Linked DNA regions of Ovis aries: region 1 is linked to region 2. The links are chromatin contacts, called in public Hi-C maps. All regions are on one chromosome and are shown on one strand. Each heading gives the region's core, a stretch centred on a gene start, on an enhancer-like site or on the middle of the called end of the contact. The rest is flanking DNA. Distances are from core to core; before and after follow the strand shown. Region 1 has its middle 66 kb from the start of TRNAE-CUC. Region 2 has its middle 5.3 kb from the start of TRNAE-CUC.

What was found. Hi-C and Micro-C count contacts between places; a contact is called where the count stands out from the background.
Region 1: a Hi-C map of mixed tissues shows a contact between it and region 2, with 2.7 times the contacts expected there. The contact joins two enhancer-like sites. A contact is called at or near these places in 3 of 16 Hi-C or Micro-C datasets (liver, mixed tissues and muscle).

Annotation. Positions count from the first base shown.
Region 1 is chr3:129,468,414-129,472,667 of ARS-UI_Ramb_v3.0, forward strand. No RefSeq gene overlaps it. Among named protein-coding and RNA genes, the nearest start is that of TRNAE-CUC, 66 kb to the left of the region's middle. Within about 2 kb of position 3,003, at least 7 of the 54 cell types and tissues checked have an H3K27ac peak or open chromatin away from gene starts, as enhancers often do.
Region 2 is chr3:129,397,151-129,400,930 of ARS-UI_Ramb_v3.0, forward strand. No RefSeq gene overlaps it. Among named protein-coding and RNA genes, the nearest start is that of TRNAE-CUC, 5.3 kb to the right of the region's middle. Within about 2 kb of position 2,076, at least 6 of the 54 cell types and tissues checked have an H3K27ac peak or open chromatin away from gene starts, as enhancers often do.

The DNA.
Region 1 (4,254 bases), core at 1,753-4,252, 72 kb after region 2:
TTTTTAAAAAGTACCAGAAAATTTATGCCTGTATTAAATACTCTCTAAAAGGGAGAAATATATCATTGTTTGAGAACATACATTTAAAATAGAGATAAAATGAGATTAACAGCTAGGTTCTTACTGCTGTCAGAGCAGGAACTCTCTCCTTTAACAATTTTAAATGAAAACACCCTTATTGATACATCAACATACACTTTTATTAATGATATATTTAGTATATATAGAATATATTTATATAATTAATATATAACATATATAATAATATATGGTATTTTCACTTGTGTGCGCTCACTCATGTCCAAATCTTTGTCACCCCATGGACTATAGCCCACCAGGCTCCTCTGCCCACAGGACTCTCCAGCAAGCATAATGGAGTGGGTTGCCATTTCCTTCTCCAGGAGAGCTTCCCAACCCAGGGATTGATGGAAACCTCATCTTCTGCAGCTCCTGGCCTGGCAGCTGGACTCTTTACCATTGAGTCATCTGGGAATCCCACTATATAAGTATATTATAGGTCATAATATACATATAAAATAATATATATTATATGATATATACTGTATTACATTATACATAGTCATTAAGAGCATTTTCATTTAAAATGTTAAAGGAAAGAATCCCTTCTCTGACAGAAGTATATGTAATAATATATAATAATCTAAAATAAATATCTTATACATTTAATATAAAATACTATATTTAATATATTATATAAATAACATATATAATTATATATTTTAAATATACATACAAAGTGCTTATTATACTAACTCCCTTGTTTCTAATAAAGGACTTTGAATCTGAACTAATGAAAGACAAGTAAATCACTGGGATTAAATCAAGACTATAATGTAACCTCTCATGCCATTATTCAATTAACTGTCTCAGCCAGAAGTAGATACCCATGGGAGCTTGAAGCATCTAAAGGGCAAAAATTGCATTCTTGGAGCACAGTTCAAATACCAGCGAGATCACACTTGAGCATGGAGACGCCTTGCTAGGTGCTAGAGCAATAGTGCCGTAGGGTAGCAGCCTGGGAGGGGAAGAGCCGCAGCAGGACTCAAGAGGACAGGAAGTCCACCCAGGGCCAGGCCCTCCAGGTCACTGATCTGTACAGTCAGGAGCCCCACAGGGTGCCCCCAGATCCACGGTGTGCTGCCAGCCTCAGGCATCAGTGTGCCAGCAGGGGCAGCCTGAGGCAGAGGACCCACAGTGGTGAGAGGGCTGCAGAGGCGGGTGGCCGGTTAAGAGGTGTGTCCCCTCCTCTTTCCCTCCTCTCTGCCAATGCACCCGAGCCTAGGGAAGGGCGGAGGGAGGAGAGAAGCTGTGAACTAGAGTAAGATTCAAACTGCATGGACCTAGCTTTTAAAAACTGAAAATTTCTACAGTCTGCCCTAGATGTTGTTGAGGGATAGAAAGAGGGGCTAGACACTGATTGGCAGGGTAAAAAAAAAAAATCCTTTGCATTTTTGTGCCCTAGGATGCTGACATACCTCAGTTAACCACTAAGATAACAGTGATGATAGAGAGATGATAGAGAACGAGAGAGATACATACACACACACACATATATACATACAATAGACCAAGACAGATAATTTTTTAGTAGGATGAACATTGTTACATTCACGGGGTATTTCTGCTATGCCTTGCATTGAACCAGGTGTGATACCCATTAACCCACTTCATTCTAACAATAAGCACATTATTCCCATTTCTCAGATAAGGAAACTGAGTCTTTAAGCAGTTTGAGTGACTACCCTGAGATCATACCGTTTGTTAGTGGCTAGTAACCTTCTCTTATTGCTTATTCTAAAACTGAATCATTAACTCAGCCTAGCCCTACTTTCTACCATCTCATTTTATAAATATTTAAATCTAGTCTCAGAAAAATTTAAAAACTTGACCAAAGTTGTTATTATTCACTAGCAGAGAAAAGATTTCTAACAAAAAAAGGTCTTTTAATTTTTACTACGGGGCTTCTAATAAGGTTGTTAAAAGAAAGGAAAAACTTACAGATAAGCCCATGTGCACTTTTGTTTTAAACAGCAATTGTCATTGTCTTAAGAGATCACAGTCCAAGGCAGGTGGCTGGCTCAGGCTGTGTTCTTGTTGAGGGAAGAGAATAGAGGGGTCTTGTAAAATTCTAACCTACTTGTGAAGTTCAAAGGCATTATTATGCTTTCAGCTATCAGCCCTATACTACTGGGTGCATTGCCAGCACATCGTACTTAGCCTGGGACATAGTAGGCACTCAGTGAATGCTTGCTGGATGGGTATTCAATATAAATATAATCAATATGCTGTGGTCAAAATAGAAATTAATGCACTCTGAACAAAAAAAAAAATTACAATTTTTCCCCCTTAACATTGCATAGATAATACTACTCAGCAGATATGTTTTTTTTCCCCCACAATTCACATCAGTCAACTTTTATTTGCATCTGTAATATGGACATGTACAAATATGCTCATCTGTCAATTTTCCTGAGCTAACAATCATGGTATCATGACCTGTCACCAAATACCAAAGTCAGACCTTCTAGGTCAATCTTATTCAATTTGTGCATTACTTGTTAACAATGTATATATTATAATATATATACATATACTCCTCAGATTTCAGGAGTTAATCATTTACCCCCAATGATAGGTGAAGGGCAAGACTCTGCTCACCTCTGAAAGGCTTGTGCAGAATCTTACAACATGAAATGGGAATTTCCCTTCCCTTCTCTTAAATTCTAATTCACCTCCACTCACCCACATGGCAAGTCTAGCTGTCTGCCCCAGGCAGCCTCTGCCAGTTAGGCCAGGCCTGATCTTGTTTTCTGAATGTCTGAAGCAGGAAGGCCTAAAAGGAAATATTGCTCTCATGCCAAAGTTGCTTTGTCTTCATGGGGAAAATTTTTTTTTTCAGAGAAAGGTAAATGCGGCCAATCTGAGAAATCTTAGTTGATTATTTACTATGACTTAACCTTCGAAAGATTCCACTGCAAAAGGAAGGGCAGGGATTTATACAGTTCACAGCCCAGGAACCTCTTTTCCTCTGCACACCCAGCAGAGCTAAGCTATTTAGCTTGACCTCATACATAACGAGGCCAATCCTATGACCCCCTGAATTTCCCCACATGACTCACAGGGAACATTCAAAGAAGTCAACTTGCTAACAAGCCTGGAGGAGTTAGGGCTTATATCATTCCTGAATTATCGATGGAGCTTTGCAAATCAACTTTACCTGTGCACATGACTATGCTCAGCTAATCTTTACCACAGAGAAGAACGTTTGTCAATATAAGGGCTAATGAAGACCTACACTATATAAATTTTTTTTCTCTAAGCAAAAGATCAAAATTCAAATGTGATTTTACTGATTTGAAATAATAATTCTGGGGTTTCAGAGTATCGTTTGATGGGACTTGAGGTTTCAGATCAAATATTTGTGCAGAGATTAGAACTGTTCTGCTTTAGTAATATTATTATTATTATTATTATTATTATTAATCACCTGAAGCAAGTGCTCAAAATACATATATGTTATTTGTAAAAAAGGCAATAATGTCATGTAGAAATTCATGGTGAGGGGCTGTCATTTCAGAGGGTAGAAAGAGCACCATCCGTCCCTCTTTAGGTCTTAAAAAACTTAAGTGAAAGTGAAGTAGCTTGTGTTACATAAGAGGCAGATGACACAGAGTAAACAGACTTAACAGCTAAGTTAACAGTGCACTTGTTATTATGACTGTGTCAGTTAGGAATAGCAACTGGATGCAAATAACAGAAGTACTACTAGTGGCTAAAGCAAGTCAGTAGTTTATTCTCACTTAAAAGGTTGGAAGGTGTTCAATTATCAGGGACCCCAAGTCTTTCCTCTTTCTCTCAACCTTATGATCCAACATGGCTGCTGAAGTCTCAGCTTTCCTATCCATAACCCAGGAAAGAGGAGAAAGGGGGAAAAGGGCCAAAGAAGTATTCTAGCTTGCTTCCCAGAAGCCTCACCGGTAGAGTTGCCAATTTGGTAAATGAAAACAATAATATATTATATGGTGGTGGTGGTTTAGTTGCTAAGTCAGGTCTGACTCTTGTGACCCCATGGACTGTGGCCCTCCAGGCTCCTCTGTCCTTGGGATTCCCAGGCAAGAATACTGGAGTGGGTTGCCATTTCCTTCTCCAGGGGATCTTCCTGACTCGGATCAAACCTGAGTCTCCTGCATTGGAGACAGATTCTTTACTCTTGAGTCACATATTAGGTAAATT
Region 2 (3,780 bases), core at 826-3,325:
GATGTTTTGAGATTTGGGGAACCATACAGACCTGGAGAGAAAGAGTGCCCCTTTCAGTTCAGCTCAGTTCAGTCGCTCAGTCGTGTCCGACTCTTTGCGACCCCATGAATTGCAGCACGCCTGGCCTCCCTGTCCATCACCAATTCCCGGAGTTCACTCAAACTCACGTCCATCGAGTCGGTGATGCCATCCAGCCATCTCATCCTCTGTCGTCCCCTTCTCCTCCTGCCCCCAATCCCTCCCAGCATCAGTCTTTTCCAATGAGTCAACTCTTCACATGAGGTGGCCCCTTTCAGGACTAGCTAATTTCTACATATAACATCTTACCCAAAAATACAACTTTCACGTGCAAACTAACCAATCCTGAGTCCATATCCTCCAATCAGTTCCTATATCTAATTCTCATACACCCAGCCAAGATTTCCTTTCCCTAAATCATCCCAGGGCCAACTGCAGGAGCTACAACCACCCTGTAGCCAAATGCCCCCCAGAATTAGTCAAACTAGCCCATTTTAACGGTTTACTCTGCCTTGTCATGTCTTTTCTGCTGAAACCCCAATAAAGGCTCTGGCCTAGGCTTTTCTCTGGCTCCTTTCTGCCTCCTTATGGCCCTATGTGGCACGGCATGGCCACTCCTTCCAGGAAATACAAGTAATAAATTCTTCTTCAGTGCTGTCGGCATCTCCATGTCATCACCCAGTCACCTTGGTGAATTTGTGCTTGTTTTATTTACTTATTCTTTGTCAGATTAAGTATTTTATTTATTTATTTTTTAAAATATAAATTTATTTATTTTAATTGCAGGCTAATTACTTTACAATATTGTAAGTGGTTTTTGCTATACACTGACATGAATCAGCCATGGGTGTACATGTGTTCCCCATTCTGAAACCCACTCCTACCTCCCTCCCCATCCCATCCTTCTGGGTCATCCCAGTGCACCAGCCCTGAGCACCCGGTCTCATGCATCCAACCGGGACTGGAGATTCGTTTCACATATGATAATTTACCTGTTTCAATGCCATTCTCCCAAATCATTCCACCCTTGCGCTTGTTTTAGAGCACAAATGAGATAATGAAATTTTGTCATTTTAGAAACATGGAAGTTTGACTTTAAGTCTAGCTCAGACACGATCTACTTTTACAGAATTATCATGAGTGAGTATAACACACAGCCCACGGTGGTAGCCAGGCACTCTCTTCCTCTCTGCCTTACTTCCAACGTGGCACAGGGGTGCCTCAGGAAGCACACACTGCTGTTGACTCTCTATCATGACACTATAGCCCTGAAAATGTGTGTGACCTCCTGAAGAAAGCAGGAGTGTAGATCTGTAGAGGAAGCGAGAAAGTGGAGCCCTGCTCTCCTGGTTCCCCTAGTGCAGAGTAACAACACCGGTGATGGTGGTGACTGTGAACACTTCTTGCTACTGCCTGCCTGACTCTGCCCCAGTGGTTTTCATGCATTGTCTCACTGAAACCACACAAGACTCTGAGGAAAGGGCTACTATTACCCTGTTTCAGATGTGAGAATTCACAGGTAAAAGTCTCTGGTCCAGGGTCTCATTCCTGGTAACTGGTGACCTGCCACTAAACAGATCAAGTCTAAATCCATAGCCCGTGCTCTAAACTCCCGCCCTATGTTGCATCTGCCAATGCCAGATGAGGCTTCTTCTTCCCCATAATTCAGAATCAATAGCACAATTCCTTTGCTAGTGAAATGTCAGTCTGAAAACCTCAGTCCCTACTTGGCATGTCCAACTGGCTGGTGGATGGTGCCAGGTTGCCTTCCAAACCAAACATATTTTTGATAGATATTCAGAATCAGGGCCAATGTCAGGCAATGTTGTGAAATAGGCGAACCTCTTGATTTCTGGTGATTGCTCTTCCTGGAATTCAGTGTCCTCTTTGCCGCTGCAGATGACCCCAATGACTCACTCCCAATACTGTCTCCTGTGGTCTGTGCCTTGGACCCCAAATCAGTTCTTTGTCAGAATTCCCTTTCCTTCTATTTTTCAAATCCATCAAGGGTTCTGGATTCAAGTGGACCAGGCTTCTTATTCCATCTGTACGATTTTAAGCTATGTGACCTTGATCCCTGCTTCTCTCATTTGTAAAACAGCCATAGGAGTATAAACTTCTTCAGGCTTTTTTATAAGGATAAAAATGACATATCATGATGTGTGCTGTGTCAAGACCAATTCTTAACATGTAGTTGGTGCTCCATGATAGTTTAGTCATAAGGAATAATTCCCCAATTTTCATCCATGCTATTTGAGTATAACACTAAACAAATAACGCTAAATTCTAGAGCCACAAAAGGGTTATCTCTTTACATTATGGACACATTTCACAAATATGGCTTGATAAAGCAGTCATGAAAGTAAGTACTTGCCTAGCACAACTGCTAGGAATTCAGAAGAAATCCAGGAAGTTTTGATAAAACTAGACAGTAAAATATATTAAAATTAAGCAATGGCTCTAATAAGAGAATGCAGTCTGCTTTACAATGTTGCCACATATTTGCAGTTCTCATGTCAGGAAACTCTAGAAAGAGTGTTTTGAAATAAGTTTTGCAGAAATGATACAGGGAAAAAGCAGAAAGCCAAGCATCACAAGACTGAAGTCCTCATCTCTGCTTTGCCACTTGTTGGCCATGTAATCTTGGAAACATCACTTGACCTTTATGGATGTCAGTTTCTTCCTCTGTAAAATGAGTGTTGGATCAGACAGTTCCTGAGGTTTTTGGCTGTTGTACTATTCTATGAGTCAATGAGACTGACTCCACCGTTTTCCGTCCCCTCATTCTCCGGAGATACTGTTGCCACAATAATTGCTGCTGCCCCCAAGTAACATCACGTACAGGAATCCCAGGCACTGTGACCATGAATTCTAATTCCTTTTTGATCACACCATTGTTGAATGACCTTGGGCAGGGCACCTAACTTCAGCTAACTGCCCCAGATGCCTCATGAGATTCATGGGACAAATTTTCAACTCCTTACATTCTGCAAGCTGCCCTCCAAATGCCTATATAGTGCTTAACTTGGGACCACTCACGACAAATCATGAAACTAGGCTTGTTTCCTGAATAACTCTCAGTCATAGTGTGTTCCTACCATCAATATGGAAGCCTATCTCTCCTATTCAAATCCTACAATCTTTCCGCAGAGGCCAAATTTGAGCGAAAATTTTAAATGCTGAAAAATCCCTCAAATTAGTGACAAACTCTAGGCTGGGAAGGAGAGCAGATATAGTCATATGTTAAATAATAGAACCACCATGATTCCAATAGGTTGAAACAAAGAATGGAAACCAAGGAGAATTAATGCAAACTTTCAGTAATTATTTTTGAGCAGGTATGTCTTGTAATAGGATTATCACTATAATCTCCGCCCTAAATTTAACAGATAAGAAATCCAGCATTTCTGTTGATGATGATGGTGATAATGATAGTTGCCTTTTATTGTGCAAATATTACGTATGAGGCATTATGCTCAGGGCATTACCTGCCATGTCCATCAGAATGCTTTCAGGTATAAGAGTACCTAACCAAAACATGCTTAAGCAGTAGGGGTTTCCTATCTCATAGCCACTGGTGAGGAGTGGCTGCTTCCAGGGTTGGTTGAGCAGCAAAACAACATCCTGGAGGATCCATCCTCCAACACTGACATTCTAGGCACGCAGACAACATCTCCTCTTGTGGTTGCACGACTGAAATGATACCAGATGCCACATACAAATCTCAAAATCTAGAAAAGGACACCTCCTACTTGTCTCTTT